4 separate regions of the Mus musculus genome follow, and all the other regions are linked to region 2. A link is a contact called in public ChIA-PET and promoter capture Hi-C data. All regions are on one chromosome and are shown on one strand. The core of a region is the stretch at or near the end of the contact, and the rest is flanking DNA. Distances in the headings are between cores, read along the strand shown.

Region 1 (2,826 bases), core at 82-2,581, 340 kb after region 2:
TAGTATGAAGAGTTGACCTACTCAGAAACGTGACAGCCCAAGTCTAAGGGTATAGCTCAGTTGATAAACTATTGCCTAGTTAGTATGTGTGTGCAGCCTTGGGTTGAAGCCCCAGCACTGCATAAACCAGGTATACTGGTACACACTTGCAATTCCATCACCAAGGAGCTGGAGTCAGGAGGATCAGAAGTTCAAGGCCACCCTTAACTATAGGGAGAGTTTTAAGTCCAACTTGGGCTGCATGAGACCTTGTCTCATAAATAAACTACAACAACGCCCCAAAAAAAAAAAACCATTTTGCAGAGATATAGAATAATCTATAAGAGGGAAATGAAACAAGAGATCAGGAAAGCAAGGGGAGAAGACAGACAAGCTGTCTGAGCACATGCAGTTTCTCTCCTTAGGTTGTTTGATCTCTTAACATGAATTTCCTCCCCATTACTTGGGCTGGCTCCACTGCATTTGACTCCTCAGAACCAAAGGATGCTTTGGAAAAGTCATTCATGGCTTGGATTAGAGCCCAGAGTAAAAAGTAAACAAGGTTAGAGGCTGAGCTGTCAGACTGAATTTTCAAAATATTATAGGCTAACTGTCACGTGACACTAGACATCTGTTATCATTCATTTAACTTTTATAACAACTGCATTGAGATAATTTACATGCTCTGGAAATTCAGCCTTCCCACTTTACCTATTTACCTTTACTTAAAAACAACAAAACAAAACGAAAAAAATCGAGCTCCCATCAACTTCCAGACTTAGTGTCCAAGACCCTGGGCAGCTTTTACAAAGAGTGGACAGCAGAAACCAGCATACCATAGCAGTCAAAAGTGACAGTCGATAGCCTAGCACAAAGGGGAAAATCAAAACTATAAATAGGGGCATAGTAATTCTGAAGGGGTGTACTACCACGTCTGCGCTTCTAAGAGTGTTTTCCTGAGGCTTTTTTGGTTCTGAGGGACAGCTCAAGTTACATCTAATATTAGGGAAGGAGCCATAAACACGGATTGAAACGGGGCTCTAGGCTCCACGGGTCCTTCTGGAATCCAGCAAATTCAGCACGCAGCAGGAAGAGCCTCCTGACTCGATGTCATCAGGAACCCCAGGTTACCTCGGGATTTCAGCGGCAGGATTCACCTTAGGAGCTGTTTGGTTTTGTTCCTCAGCTTCCCCTGCCCTCTCCTTTCTGGCTTGTCAGTGTCTTTCAAAAGGTTCTCTGTCTGCCCCCAGCCGGCTGCCTCATTCACTTTCCATCAAGCAGATAAGCAGCTCACAGGACCACTTCAACCTGCTCTGTAACTAGCCTGTATAGTGTTCTGCTGCAGCTTTGCAAAGCTCTGGGCTGTTGCCACGCCCCATTGTCGGTCCCCACACTCTCCTCTCTTTAGATTGCTAGTCCCACTACTGAAGGAATCTGGGTGTGTGACCTCTATCTCTACCCCACAGCTTTTAAGCCTCAGAATATTTAGTTTCGCATCATTATGATTGTTCTACCCCCACTGGCTGTCTCTGTGCATCAAAACAAAACCTCGGTGGTGATTTGAATAGGAATGGCCTCCATAGTCTCCTGTTTGAATTCTTGGTTCATAGGGAGTGGCACTATTAGGAGGTGTGGCCTTGTTGGAGGAAGTGTGTCACTGTGGGGGCGGGCTTTGGGGTCTTATATGTGTTCAGGCTAGGTCCAGTGTGGTACACAGTCTCCTTCTGCTGTCCAAGGATCGAGATGTAGAACTCTCAGCTCCTTCTCCAGCTGCATGTCTGCCTGCATGCTGCCACACTTCCCGCCATGATGATAGTGTACTAAACCTCTGAAACTGTAAGCCCGGACACGGTGACTCTTCACAACAACACCACACAACTCTCAGCAACCACATCAGACAGCTCACGGCTTCCTGGAACTCCAGCTCCTCCGATCTCCTCAGGCACCTGCATTCACATTCACACACCTACACACCGACACATACATGTAACCAAAAACCATGAAATAAGTCTGTTTTAAATAACAAAGGGGAATATAGGATTGTCTAGCTGTCATTTTTCAGCTAGCAAATATCTTAGTGATTTGATTCACTTGGCAGTAAAATGAGGATGATAATACATGCACCCATCCAGGTTGTCAAATTGAGAAAACACATGAAGGCTATCAAGGTGATTCAGCTGCTAAAGGAGATCGCTGCCAGGTCTGGGCACCTGAGTTCAGTCCCAAAGGTTGTCCTTTGACCTACACACACACACACACACACACACACACACACACACACACACACACGTAAATAAATAAATGCAACTCAATAAAGAGAATATCCCAATGAAACTTTAGGAACAGGTACCTGGTTCTTAGTGAAGGGCTCACTGGATACATTTGTAATGTTGGTTCAGGTTTACTGCCCTTGGCATATTTGTTGTTCTGGCATAAAAATGGAGCTATGTGTTATATACTACCAGACTCTGTATAATCCTGATAATGGTGGAGATTTCCCTGTTTCTATGTGTCCTCTCTGAACACAAGTTGAGTATTTCATTTCCAAAGCAAGAAAATTGCTTCAATTAAGCTATTTTACTGTAGGATCACAGTTTGTTGGGCATGGGGGGGGGGGGGGTTGGGTCTCCCAAGCTTGTGAGAATTGTTCACTTATATTGGTGCCTCACATAAAGGCAATCCTCAATGCAGACAGTTGTCAGTGTGACAGTAAACACCTTTGAAAAACAACACAGGCTGTAGCTGCTGCCAAGACGGATCTAAGACAGCCTCTGGAGATTCTGGCTAGCTCTGGGGTGACTTCCTGCCTAGAAATAAGACAGGAAAGTGCTGGCTCATAGAACTGGG
Region 2 (2,700 bases), core at 116-2,615:
TCCTCTGGTCTGCGCCCCTTCCTCTGGTCTGTGCCCCTTCCTCTGTCCTGTGCCCCTTCCTCTGGTCTGTGCCCCTTCCTCTGGTCTGTGCCCCTTCCTCTGGTCTGTGCCCCTTCCTCTGGTCTGTGCCCCTTCCTCTGGTCTGTGCCCCTTCCTCTGTCCTGTGCCCCTTCCTCTGTCCTGTGCCCCTTCCTCTGGTCTGTGCCCCTTCCTCTGGGATGTGCCCCTTACTCCGGCACGTGCACCTTGACTGTAGCTCTCCTCAGTCTGGCAGAGGCTGTTAGCTCTCTGTCAATACATTGCCTTTATTTTTCGTTGGTATAGAATCCCACATTTTAGCTGGAGTCAGAACCTCTTATAGGAAGATTACATTTCCCAAGGTTTCTCACTGCTATGTAATAAACCTCTTGACTCCACAGCTGCAAAACTAGCTTCTTGAAAGTGAAGCTCCAACTTCAAGAACTTTCTTGGAAAGAAATGGCATGTACTGTCACTGCTCCTTTCTGCCTGGCCACAGGCTGGTCCTGAATTTAGACAAATGAGGACAGAATACTTGGTTCAGTGTTTCCCAAACATAAATGTGTCACCCAAACACAAGCGTGGATGGACCCCAATGTGGCGGCGCATGCCTGTGAACTCAGAACATAAGAGGCATCAATAGAGATTGTGAAGAGTTTGAGGCCAGCCTATGCTACCTGCTGAAGCCCAGTTTCAGAACTGCCAAAACATAACAACAACACAATTAAATGAAACACAAATTGGTGGCTGGGCCCCAGCCATGGAGTTTCTGATTTGGCTTCAGAGTCGGTGATATCTGAAAATTACATTTCTGGTGCGTTTCCAGAAGGTGTTGATGCTGCCGGCACAGTGACTTCTGACTAAGGACGGCTGCCTTAGAGGACTATAGAGAAACAAGCCTCAAGGGGCCATTTCCCTTCTGTGGCTCATGACCATGCCCCTTTAAACCGATATGAGAAAGAGTGAAATCTGCTTGGGTCTTATCAGGAGTCTCTGATACAGGCGGTTTATATCCAAATAAAGCTTCCCGGGTCCATTGAAATCATCTTTCCAAACCTCTAAGCTTCCGGTCTTCTTAGCACTTAGCACAGTTCAACTCAACCAGCACATCTGGATGAAAACTGGGCACCGGAATGGCAAACTGGGGAGCTATGTGATTTTTCTCTGCCCCCGGCCACAGGCCAGCCTTTCCGGGCTCAGGGGAGAAAGCCCACCCCTGAGTACAGCCTGCTTCCCTGTCTTGGTGACCTGGCTATGATGTGAGCAGTTAGTCAGCAAATAGTCTAACTCCCTCCTTGTTGACAGAGCCAAGGTCACACCCTGCTGTGACAGCCTGCATCTGTGACAGTCAGCCCTGTAACCTCTTCCGGAGAAGAAGGCTGGGGCTTGGTTAAAACCACATTCATCCTCTTTCCCTATAGGTGATGGTTTCTCTCTTTTCTCTTTCTCCTCTTCATTTCCATTTTTCTTTTTCCTTCTGCTCAGCCTTTTGAGACTGAGTTTTACTATAGCCCTAGCTGGCATAGAGCTTGCTGTATAGACCAGGCTGGCCTGGAACGTATGGCCACCTCAGCCTCCCAAGTGGCAGGATTTCAGAGGCTCACCAGCGTGCTCTGTTCTGCTGTCTCTCCCTCACCCTTCTTTTCCTTTTAATGACTAGACCTCACAAGAGTCCAGGCCAACTAAGCTGGATCTATAGCCCAGACTGACCCTGAACTCATGACCACCTTCCCAGCCTCCCAAATGCTGGGATTACAGTCATGAACCTCTGTGCTGGCTCACAAGTGTTGAGTTTTAAGTAGAATGTTTTACCACAAAGTCTGCTTCAGTGTGCACTTAGCGAGACTGCCTACAACACAGCCCGAGAGTACAAGGAACCAGACCTGGTCCATGAAGGATCACAGCTCCATGCCAGGCTGGAATGTCCACTCTCAGGGAAATTCAAGCTCCTTAGTGTGGTGTTCAAGGCTCTTTACTGTTTGACTCCAGCTTTCTCGCCTCCCTTATTCTCCTCACTGGTCATGGCCCTGTTGAGCAGCTGTGCCAAGCACTTGCTCTGGAGGCTCTGCCAAGCATGTCCTCTTCCTTCTTCATGGACCTCCCGAGCACAGCTCAAGGGTCCCCTCGGCTGCGGTGCTTCCCAGAAAGCCCTGGGTAGAAAAGAGAAGCACAGAGAAATGAATGGAGCCCAGGAGTTTACCAGGCCTGAGTTCAAATCCCAGCTCCACGACATGTGGAGAATTTTGTCTCTTCACTTCCTGTCCTTATTGCCTCAATGGGTTGTAAACTAAATAAAATCTGCAGGTCACCTAGACCAGTGTTCCTTAGCATCCTGTCAAGACGCAAAGTCTGAATCAGCGGGTCTGAGGTGGAGCCTGGGACTCTGCATTTCTCACAGGTGCCCAGGTAGTACGGCTGCTGGAAGCCCATGCACCATGCACCGGGTCCTTAGCCTAAGGGAAGAACTCACGGACATTTGCTCCTAACCCCATCCCATCCTTCCTCCTTCCTCCTGGCACCCACAGCATTTTAGCCGCACCCATGTATACAATGCTTAAGACTTCGGGTTTCAGTTAGCTGTTGTCTGCCTGTGTCTTTCACCAGGAAAGGGCCAGGCTTACAAGTGGAGATTAATGTGTTTTTTGAACTAAGCTTTAGAAAATGCAAATAAAAATGCCCACT
Region 3 (2,700 bases), core at 86-2,585, 480 kb after region 2:
CTATTTGTCAACGCTAAGGAGAATCCTCAGAGAAGAGGGTAGTGGTTGTTACTAGCTTAAAGGTGGCAGCTGAGGTTCTGATTGAGACCTGTGTCAATTTGGAGAAGATAAAACTTTGAACACTGCCTAGGTGGAATGTCTTGTTGCAGTGGTCCCAGGAAGAAAAGAGTCTCTGCTCGGAGAAGACCAGCTAGACAGGCGATGGGGGTCAGGCTGTGCATTCTTGGAACACTGAATGAAAGCCAAGACTTTAAATGTATTTGGTGTGATAGGTTCTTGGCTGTTTCTGATCCCTAAAAAGGAATGTCTGAAACCAATAAACACAGTCACTCATTTATTCATAACTTTTGTTTTGTTGGTTTTTTTTTTTTTTTTTTCAGGTCAGTGGCTATGTAGCTTAGGCTGACCTGAAACTTGGTATGTAGACATGGCTGGTCTCTATGGAGATCCTCTGCCTCCTGACTGCAGAGACTATAGAGGTGTGACTCACAACTTTTTTCTTTTTTGTCTATTCACAAAATTTATATATTTGTTCACTGTAGAAACGAGGGCAAAATCATAAACTATTTTTAAAAAAAATCATTAACCAGGTGTGGTGGCACACGCCAGAACTTGGAAGGTGGAATGAGGAGGATCGGGAGTTCAAGTCCAGCCTGGACTTCATGTGACACGGTCTTAAACACACACACACACACACACACACACACACACACACACACACACACACACACACAAAACCAAAACCAAAGTTGGGGGGTGTTGCTGGGTTTATTGGGGCACTCCTGTAATCCTAGCCATTGGAAGATGAAGGCAGGAAAATCAGGAGTTCCAGGACAGTCTTGGCTACCTAACAAGTTCAAGTGGACTCCCAGGGACCACTGCCACTCTCTTAACCCAAAATCAAATAGTTAGGAAGTCAACCTCTCCGTCCTTATGCTGTATTTACGCCTTTACTATCCAAAGCTGTTGATAGGATTCTTTGACTTTGTACATCGGGCGAAACACTTCCAGGGATGATGCCTGGCACTGCAGGTTTTCTAACCGATGCGTCCCTCCAGTCTGGTCGCACGCAGTGATGCAGGGACCAACAGAGAGCTGGATGGAGCAGGGCGGAGCTGCGAAGGGATGAGGGCGGGGAGGCGGGGCGAGCGCTCAGACGGAAGGTGGGGAGGGTGGTGCCCTGGGCGGGGAAAGGTGGCAGGGGCGGGCTCGGCCGAGGCTCCCGGCTCAGGTGGGCGGCGCGGCCCAGGTGCGCCGGCCCGCAGCCGCTCCGCCCTCCTCCCAGGGGCGTCTCCCGCCCGCACGCCCGCCCGCACGTCCGGGTGACGACCGTTAGTCCCGCCCGCAGCAGACGGCTCGGCAGCTCCGGTGGGGGGGCATCTCTGGTCTCTAGTCGGGAGATTCCCCCAGGTCCAAGACTGGCTGGAGAGAGGCCGGAGAGTGCGGCTGCTGCGGGGCGGAGAGATTCCGAGCGACTTGACCTTCCCAGCCGCTGCCCCTCCTGAAGCCGTCCCGGCGCTGCTCCGGGCTCCGTTAATTGTTGAGGTTTTTCTCTTAAGTGGTGGTACCTCGGCATGAACTTTAAAGGCAAAGATGACAGACTTTGTTGTTTGGAAGCCTACCTTACTTTGACATGTCTTAAGAACTCAAGGTTGACTGGTGGTAAGATATTCCACTTTAATGAGAGCATCGGTTTAACGAAGCAGTTTTCTGACTTGTATAGGGCGTAAGTCTTTTTTTTTTATTTTTATTTTTTTTTATTTTGCGTAAGTCTTTGTAGATAGGAGTTCTGAGTGATTTATCAGAACTTTTTTTTTTTTTTGCCATCAAAAGGTTTGTTTGATTCATCAGCCTGTGGTTGCATGAATAATTTTCAAAGTTTGAAGCAGGCATTTTGGTGTATAAGCAAGATGAGGATGAAGGCAGCGACAGAGTCTCTGGTTTTCCCAAGTAGGGAGCGTGTATCAGGGCTCCTACTTTATTCCCAACGGTTTTTAGCTTCCATTTCCCAAATCTTATGCTGGTGAGGCACCTAGTGGTGAAGTGGCAGAACAGGTCACTTTTAGAATAAATTTCACATGGAATAAAATTCAATACAATACAGTAAATGCACATGCTCTAACTTTCGCAAATTGATTGAATTAATATTTTTTCAGGAGAAAGTGATTTATGAGAGGAAACATTGTAACTTACTATTTGGAGCAATTTGTAGAAAGCAGAGCTTAATCATCTTGTCCTACCAGGCATGCGCAGAAGTTAGTCATAAGCACAGGGGATCAGAAGTCAAAACTGCCCAAAAGCGGAAGAGGCTTAAAAATCACTTTGCTTTATAGCAGTGAGCCTCGGATCTTGTGGTTTTTGTAGCAGGTTATTTTGTAATATTTAAACTACATATTTAACTTACATACCATACATGTCTAAGTCCATGTGGCCGAACGAGAGAAATGACTTCTATGGCATGCTATGTTTGCATGTGTGTCACCCACAAATAAATGTTAAAAAGAAAAAACATAGTGGTTTTTTTCTGATTTATTTTTAATTATGTATGTCTGTGTATGTGCATGAGTACAGTGCCCATAGAGACATACATAGAGACACTATTGAACATGAGGATGTGAGCTGGGAACCGAGCCTGGGTATCTGGTGAGAGCAGTGCAAAAGCTCTTGACCTCTGAGCCGCAGCCCCAGCCTCGCCTGGTG
Region 4 (2,700 bases), core at 129-2,628, 430 kb after region 2:
AAGAGGCTTCACTGAGAACGGATGAAGTTCCAGAGCCCTAAGAGGACAAGACAGTACGCGTCATTTACCTGAGAAGGATCCGTTAATTTGTATTTAGCAATGCAGACTGCAGTGCTGGACCCCTATGCATCACACCTGATATTTCACCCTGGGGTCCTGGCAATCTATCAGAAAGACAAACCCAAAGTTAAACAGCTATCATATTGTCCTTGAACCCACCGACTAGAAAGCATTCTACTGTCTTCGGGCCACAATGAGGTGTGAGTTTAGAAATAAAAGTCTCACAGCTAAGGAAATGGACCTGAGGCTCCCTGCACCACATAAAAGCAAGCACACATATCTGCCTGCTATGCCGAGCTTAAGAGGTGGAGACAGATTTGCTGGGGCTCACTGGCCAGTCTGAGGGGGTCCTTAAGCTGGCAGTTCCGAGGTCAGTGAATGTCTTAGTCTTAAACAATAAAATGGGGAGTGGCTGTGGAAGATGCTGAGCGCTGGCCTACACACACAGACACACACACATAACACACACAGAGACACAGACACACACGCAACACACACATACACAACACACGCACAGAGACACAGACACACACATAACACACACACATTCTTTTTTTTTTTAAAGATTTATTTATTGTTATATGTAAGTACACTGTAGCTGTCTTTAGACACACCAAAAGAGGGCATCAGATCTCATTGTGGGTGGTTGTGAGCCATCACGTGGTTGCTGGGATTTGAACTCAGGACCTTTGGAAGAGCAGTCAGTGCTCTTATCCACTGAGCCATCTCTCCAGCCCACACACATACACACACATTCTTAATCGTATCCATATATTTAACAAGGTGCCTTACTACTAAACCACAAGAACTTGCATGGTTTTTTTTATCAACTTTCTAACACTATCTATGGTTCATTTCTATTGATTATAAAAAGGGTATCAGCAACAAACCAGAAGAGAACCTGGGACTAAGCATACAACTGTTTATGAGTCATGAGTTTTCATCTTGCACTTTCAGTATCACTACATATAAATTTTATCTGCGAGGCCAGAGAGTGTGGAGGTGTTCCCCGCCACACCTGCATCACCTCCATCCCAGGCTGCTTTCATTGCTCAAGATACCACAGGGCCAATCAAGATGGCCCAAGCTTGGAATCTAAATTGACAAAATGGGACACAAAACTCTTAGTACTTCCTAACATAGGAAATGAAGGGTTAGGGTTTTCATTCTTTGACTACATCTTGAAAATGAGTGTGAGCCTGCGAATGGAAATGCCATTGAAGAAAACAGTCTCCAACCACAACCACAGACAGGTGTTGGGCATCAAAGAGCTCACCAGGAAGCCGGCTGTGACCCTCAGGCGTTTCCTGTGGGCAAGTCTGTCAGAAGTTGGCAAAAACACACAGAGGCGGAGAATGACTAGGCAACTTTAGCCTCTCTAGATACTCTAAATAGGAAGCTGTCCGTACGTGTGTGTGTGTGTGTGTGTGTGTGTGTGTGTGTGTCCGTACGTGTGTGTGTCCGTACGCGTGTGTGTGTCCGTACGTGTGTGTGTGTGTGTGTGTGTGTGTGTGTGTGTGTGTGTGTCCGTACGTGTGTGTCCGTACGTGTGTGTGTGTGTGTCCGTACGTGTGTGTCCGTACGTGTGTGTGTGTGTGTGTGTGTCCGTACGTGTGTGTGTGTGTGTGTGTCCGTACGTGTGTGTGTGTGTGTGTGTGTGTCCGTACGTGTGTGTGTCCGTACGTGTGTGTCCGTACGTGTGTGTGTGTGTGTGTCCGTACGTGTGTGTGCGTGCACTTGTGAGCGCCCATGTTTCCAACAACTTCAAGAGTTCTTCTGACAACAGAAGTATGATGTGGTTTGGGGTGTTTCTTGTTGTTATTTGTTTGTTTTCTTTTGGCTGATAAACAATTATGCAAAAATCTCCACTTTTTAAAACATTGTTTCTCCCAGTTTTGCTTAGGCATGATAGCTTCTTTATCTCACATGGAGCCTGCAAACTAAAATGTGGAGAAGCTGAGGAACGAGGGGCCCAGAGCCTCATGCATACCCCCAAACTTCCCAAGAGTGATTGCGCAAACAACCTCTGGAAAACACTGCCTCTCCAGAGATACAAAAAAGTTTATCTTCAGACTGGAGAGTCAGTCAGCGGCTAAACCCACTGCTGTTCTTGTAGAGGACCAGAGTTCTTAGCACCCACATAGGAAGGCTTCACAACCGCCTGTTACCCCAGCTCCAGGGGGTCTGATACCTTCTTCTGGCCTCCTTAGGTACTAGACATCCATACACAGACACACACATACACAAACACATTGTTTTCAGATCTTGGACTGGAGAGATGGCTTAGCTGTTAGGACCTGGGCCTGATTCCAGCACCCACGGAAGGCAACTCACAACCACCCATAACCCCAGATCTTCAGGCATTCACATGTGCTACACATGCACACACATGTGACACACACATGCATACTCATGCACAAACATGTGGCACACACATACACACACATGGTTTAAGTTCCTTAAAAAATTAAATACTATAAACAATATCTTCACAGGTAAAAAGGTTTCCCTAGTTTAAAATGTCTGGTTTGGTTTTTCTGAGTCAGAATTTAATGGAGCCCATGCTGGCCTCAAACTCTGAAGCTTAGGATAACCTTCAGCTCCTAATCCCACTGCCTCCATCTCCAAATTGCTGGGATT

Evidence for each region. Promoter capture Hi-C pulls out the DNA fragments that hold promoters and counts their contacts. ChIA-PET counts read pairs in DNA pulled down with a chosen protein or histone mark.
Region 1: a contact with region 2 is called in an RNA polymerase II ChIA-PET map of effector CD8 T cells, with 6 read pairs. The contact joins two enhancer-like sites.
Region 3: a contact with region 2 is called in a promoter capture Hi-C map of neutrophils, with 4 times the contacts expected there. The contact joins the promoter of Fbxo43 here to the enhancer-like site in region 2. A contact is called at or near these places in 10 of 39 promoter capture datasets (the 3T3-L1 cell line, 3T3-L1-derived adipocytes, embryonic stem cells and 6 more) and 3 of 115 datasets of contacts at active chromatin or transcription factors (bone marrow-derived macrophages, effector CD8 T cells and memory CD8 T cells).
Region 4: a contact with region 2 is called in an RNA polymerase II ChIA-PET map of effector CD8 T cells, with 13 read pairs. The contact joins two enhancer-like sites. A contact is called at or near these places in 2 of 115 datasets of contacts at active chromatin or transcription factors (effector CD8 T cells and embryonic stem cells).

Annotation. Positions count from the first base shown.
Region 1 is chr15:36,302,741-36,305,566 of GRCm38.p6, reverse strand. No RefSeq gene overlaps it. Among named protein-coding and RNA genes, the nearest start is that of Gm41294, 15 kb to the left of the region's middle. Within about 2 kb of position 1,331, at least 58 of the 459 cell types and tissues checked have an H3K27ac peak or open chromatin away from gene starts, as enhancers often do. A contact at or near this core is called in effector CD8 T cells, where this site is marked.
Region 2 is chr15:36,639,581-36,642,280 of GRCm38.p6, reverse strand. No RefSeq gene overlaps it. Among named protein-coding and RNA genes, the nearest start is that of Pabpc1, 32 kb to the right of the region's middle. Within about 2 kb of position 1,365, at least 112 of the 459 cell types and tissues checked have an H3K27ac peak or open chromatin away from gene starts, as enhancers often do. A contact at or near this core is called in effector CD8 T cells, hematopoietic stem and progenitor cells, memory CD8 T cells and 1 more, where this site is marked.
Region 3 is chr15:36,163,496-36,166,195 of GRCm38.p6, reverse strand. It overlaps Fbxo43 (F-box protein 43), which reads left to right and starts at 1,335. Exons shown (of 5, transcript NM_001081253.2): 1 at 1,335-1,726.
Region 4 is chr15:36,213,504-36,216,203 of GRCm38.p6, reverse strand. It overlaps Spag1 (sperm associated antigen 1), which reads right to left. Exons shown (of 20, transcript NM_001359982.1): 14 at 1-37. Among named protein-coding and RNA genes, the nearest start is that of Gm41293, 3.8 kb to the right of the region's middle. Within about 2 kb of position 1,378, at least 84 of the 459 cell types and tissues checked have an H3K27ac peak or open chromatin away from gene starts, as enhancers often do. A contact at or near this core is called in effector CD8 T cells, where this site is marked.